2 separate regions of the Danio rerio genome follow, and region 2 is linked to region 1. Evidence: chromatin contacts called from public HiChIP or PLAC-seq data. All regions are on one chromosome and are shown on one strand. The core of a region is the stretch at or near the end of the contact, and the rest is flanking DNA. Distances in the headings are between cores, read along the strand shown.

Region 1 (2,700 bases), core at 113-2,612:
CCGTACTACATCCAAGCTCATTCATACTACTCACATTCATACTGCATAGAACATACTATTCTATTGATTGAGTAGTAAACTTTTATTTAAATGCAGTACCTAATGAGTAGTCTGTGATTTTGCACGCAGCCAATATATTTTATTATGCAAAACATTTGAAATATTTTGGAACATGTCAGGTTAAATAATTCAAATGAATCATTGACTCCTGCTGTGTTTATTAGTGTCAAAAACACAGATTTCTTTACAATTTAAAACCATATCTTTCAATCTCTTATCTGCTGGAGAAACTGTTGTCCTAAAAACAACAACAGCAACAAAAACTTTGAAAAAATTATTGCATATACTGTAGGGAAGGTGTAACAAAAAAATGTTTTGGCGGTTTTAAAACCTTGACTTTTCCAAACTGTGATATACCTTGAAAACCATTATTGTCCCATGCCTACTTGCAAGAGTTCATGCCTAAATTTGAATCCATTTCAAATCCTTAAATGGTGAACCAAGACTTTTTAGATCCTGCAGAAATCCTACATACATACACAGAACATCCTACATGCATACATATGCATGCATACACAAATAGGCACAAATATATGCAAACATATTGTTGATCTATATATCAATTAAGATGACAATTGATATAGTATATTTCATTATTACTATACATATCCTTATGTGCGTTTAATGTCCTACATTCCTTTGTTCTGTCCTGTTCTGTCAATCAGTCACTGCGGACCAATCATGTTGATCATATCGACGCACAGGCGGCGCTGTTTTTGTTTTGAACTACATGGCTGTGTCTCAAAAACCTAGTACGCTGCCTACCTAGTATACATATTTAAACCATGTCCGTTTTAAAAGTCTTAGCGTTTTTGACCATCATTACACTGTTTACATGCAAACTAAACGAAGGTTACAGCGAGAACCCTATAATGCTATCTAGGCAGGTGGAACACTAGGTTTTAAGACACAGCCGTTTTATGTGGTTACGGCTTCCTGGCCAACACAGGCCAACCATTATTACACGATCTCCCTGCAAACAGCTGCATATTTAAGGGCTCGTCTCGCTTTATTACCTCCCGGGGTGGTGGAGAATAAAGTGCCTCCAGGAGTGGTGCAATAGTCGTGAGGTAGCTGCGTTGAGTCGTTGATCAGCACCGTCCTGGTCGGGATGGCCCTGCTCTCACTAAGCTGACGACTGGACGACATTGCACTTGCTTCGGGTGCTAATCAGAGTCGAGCGATAAGTTTTCCCCGATGGAAGGTAAAAACCTCGGGCCCTTTCCCCTCGTTTCTTATCGCTTTCCCAGGGCTTTCTTCACGTTCAGCTCGTCCTCCCAGCCGTCAGCACCGACCCCTCCCTCCGCCAGGCAGGAAGCGAAGAGCGCTCGGAGGATATGACGTCAGGGAAGAATTACGTCGATTCAACGCCCACAATTTGTTTTACTCAACATTTTTGATACCAGTCAATGAGTTTTTACTGCAAAATAACTTATAAGGATAAAATTAAATATTGTTGACTCAAATGTATGCTAGTTTTGTAACCTAGACATTAAAAAAATTATACACTTGTTTTTCCGATGTAAATTGGTACAAACATTTTGGGACAAAAATTAGTTTGGGTTTGGATACATCAGAAAACATCTGCAAGACTTATCTTCTCATAGGAAATTATTAAGTTTAACGTAATGCTTAAAGATAAAAAGATAGATAATGAATTTGTTGATATTATTGCAATTTTATATTCATAAATTTTTATATATTTTTTTAATTTCCCCAAGACTATGGGTGTTTAAAGGAGAATCTGATATATATATTTAAAGACATTAAAAGAGATGAAAAGCCAACAAGAAAGATATTTATGTTCATCATTTGAGGATTTTGGTTGCATATTGTGAGAACTTCAACTCCCCTGTTTTGTATTTTTCTGTATCATTTATTTTATTTGTTATTTATTTGTTTATTTATATATATATATATATATATATATATATATATATATATATATATATATATATATATATATATATATATATATATATATATATATATTTTTTTTTTTTTTTTTTTTTTTATTATTTTATTTATTTATTTATTTTTTTCCAGAGATGGGTTGCAGCTGGAAGGGCATCTGCTGCGTAACACATATGCTGGATAAATCGGCGGTTCATTCCGTTGTGGCGACCCCAGATTTATAGGGTAAATCTGAAAAGAAAATGAATGAATACATGAATGCTGTATTATTGTTATTATTATTATTAGTAGTAGTAGTAGTAGTAGTAGTAGTATTCATGTTATTGAGGATGGGAGGATTGTGAATGCAAATTGTTTGTTATCTCAGTAAAAATTATTCAGATTTTTCAAAATTCAATAATCACATTTGTGATCATATCACATAAATAATGTTAAATAAATACGTTGATTTAGTCTGGACTTCGTATAGATTACTGAACTCAGTTTAACCTCGTAACCTTGTTTATTTCACAATATTGAAAAAACACATTGTGTGATATAAGAGGACTTTTGCTTGCTTTTTTTCTGCAAGATTTAGTTTTTTTAACATAATTAAAATTATTTTATATTAATTTCTGTTCTTATTTTACTTGATAGGGATTGTTTTTTATAAACTTAACTGTCAGTTTAAGAATTTTTTACATTTTTCAAAATTCAATAATAACATCTGTGATCACATCATATCAA
Region 2 (2,700 bases), core at 157-2,656, 490 kb before region 1:
AACAAATGAGGCCTTATTTTTGTGTTACCAAATGCTAGTTGTTGTTTCTGTGATCTGAAAATAATTTATATATATTAAACATATTTTCTCATAATACTTTTTGTGTGTTTGTTTAAATTTTCTCAATTGTCTTGTGTTAAAAACGTAATCAGTACAATATAATTGTTTATCATAAATATTTAAACTTACTGCAATATATTCATACATAATAATAGAAGATAGTGTTTGGGTTATAAATAATTGAAAATTGATTGTAACCAGAATTAAACTGTAAATGTTAAACAGACATTCAAATAGTTTTTATTTGTATATTTAATGGCACAAACTATTGTGCAGAACGAATGTACGGTCACATTTTAGTGTATGCAGCTTTGCATTGTTATTTATCATGAGTAAAATAAGTAATAGATTTAAGTGAATTTTTTAAAGTGAAACTAGTTTCAAGAGGATTGTGTTTATGATTGACCACAGCTGGTCCTGCATTAGCTACTGCATTATCCACCAATCAAATGATTCATAGCTCACTATAAATAACAAAGTTTCTTACTTCAGTCATTTTCTTGAAGAATCCCCCCTTCCACCCCTACTTCTCCTTTTTTCCTGATAGGGTGACATGGCGGTCCAGTGGTTAGTACTGTTGCCTCACATCAAGAATGTCACTGGTTCAAGTCCCTAGAGTTTACATGTTCTCCCCATGTGACATAGGTGAAATGATCAAATCAAATTAGTACCATAGACAAACTCTTAATCAGCAGTATATCTCCATATAGCAATCCCTAATTTGTCATTAACCATAAATAAGCTGGGGAGTTCTTGAGACCTACCTGAGCTTTAATTCCCCCCTCGCTCTGGAAACTAGAGAGAGAACCATGGGCATGGGACAGCATGCCTAACAGGAAAACTGGAAGTAAAAACTGTTCTTGACTATTATATATTTATTGCCTTGTATTTAAAATTCCATGAAATATGGACCACTGTACACAAAGTACAATTATATTTATTTAAAAATTAAGTAATGTAACAATTTTTCATAGATGTTACCCAGTGATAGGTTGCAGCTGGAAGGGCATACGCTGCATAAAACATATGCTGAATAAGTTGGCAGTTCATTCCGCTGTGGCGACTCCAGAATATTCAAGGGACTATGCCGAAAAGAAAATTAATGAACGAATGAACAATTTTTCTGCATTTGCTTTGTAGTTTGCATAAACCACTGTACATATATTATAATTACTTTATAATATGGATATTTTAACCCACACAAAACATATTTATCATAGCTTAAACGGTATAGGTATAAAACGTATGCCTACTTATTATTGTTCTCCATCCCGCGCAGTAGAGGGCGGTGTGCCCAAAAGTCACTGCTTCTTTGTTACAAAAGCCACCGAAGAAGAATCACGTCACGATGGAAACCTCTCTTCATCTTTTAGCAAGACAACATCACAAGTTCTTTTCAGATTTCAAGTGAACGGTGAGTGGACTGTCATAAGCCTGCAAGTGCAGCGTATATTTATTACTTATCTATTAAACAATCTTAAACTAAATGTAAGAAGGTCATTTTTGGTCGTGAAGTGTTTATTTAGCACGGACGCGTTTGATGGATATTATAGTTTTAAGTAACGTTAAGTGACTAAAGACATGTCATTATGAGTACTGCTCACTAGTACCTTTTTAATATATATATATATATATAATATCTGCCTTTTCTGTCTTAGCACTGGTGGAACCATGGAAATGGGTCATGAAGAGCTTCTACAGCTGAATTAGAGCTTTGGCCATCAAAAGTCGAAGACTTGGTTATAATGGAGCAAGGTTTGCCATCTCCAAAAGCAGCCTCACTGCAACTTATGATGACAGGATGCTTAAAAAGTGAAAACAATAGTACATTCACATCGCAAACCAACTCCATGGAGCCAGAGATAGAAGTCAAACTGGAACCTGATCAAGATTCTTCATCTCTTGACTTTAACGAACCAGAAATGTTTCCTCATTCTCCTGGAGTTATTAAAGAGGAAAATGTGGATTTTGGCATGCAAATCTTACCAACAGGCCTAATACCTCCAGTTGAAATGGAGGAAGACTCTGAAATCAAAACGAACAAAGCTGATTTAAGCAAGAAATGCACTGGCAAGCAGAAAACGACAAGAAAACGAAAAGGAAGTGATGCACCAAGCCATTCAATGAGATGTTCCACAGAGCAGTGTAAAACAACCAATCAAATTATTCCAACTAAAATGAATTCTGATGTGTCGGGTGAAGAAATCACTTATGTGATAATACAAGAAAACACCACACAAAATCCAAAGAAACCAGGTTCCGGCAAAACGTCCTGCAAAGAAGAGCGGTTTATGTGTGAAACCTGTGGAAAAGGATTTCAGCGGTCTGATCTGCTCACGGATCACAGGAAAATCCACAGGAGACAGAAACCATATGCTTGTGAGCATTGCGGGATGAAGTTTGCCAAGCCGTCTTATTTGAAAATCCACTTGCGTAGACACGCCGGTGACCGGCCAATCACATGTGACCAGTGTGACAAGAGGTTTTTCGACACCTATGACTTAAAGGTGCACCAGAGAGATCACACTGGAGAAAGACCTTATATATGCTCGGAGTGCGGGAAGGGCTTTAAACGCATTTACATTCTTAACAAACATAAACTGACCCACTCAAAGGAGAGACCCTTCCAGTGCTCTGTGT

What was found. HiChIP or PLAC-seq counts read pairs in DNA pulled down with a chosen protein or histone mark.
Region 2: a contact with region 1 is called in an H3K4me3 HiChIP or PLAC-seq map of embryo, with 2.9 times the contacts expected there. The contact joins the promoter of wu:fj13e08 here to the promoter of eif4ebp2 in region 1. A contact is called at or near these places in 1 of 18 Hi-C or Micro-C datasets (an unstated tissue) and 1 of 4 datasets of contacts at active chromatin or transcription factors (embryo).

What each region holds. Positions count from the first base shown.
Region 1 is chr13:33,555,491-33,558,190 of GRCz12tu, reverse strand. eif4ebp2 (eukaryotic translation initiation factor 4E binding protein 2) reads right to left here and starts at 1,362. Exons shown (of 3, transcript NM_212803.1): 1 at 1,077-1,362. The coding sequence starts at 1,209.
Region 2 is chr13:34,047,491-34,050,190 of GRCz12tu, reverse strand. It overlaps wu:fj13e08, which reads left to right and starts at 1,406. Exons shown (of 2, transcript XM_002664185.7): 1 at 1,406-1,474; 2 at 1,719-2,700. The coding sequence starts at 1,806. paox (polyamine oxidase) reads left to right here. Exons shown (of 7, transcript NM_001328052.1): 7 at 1-96.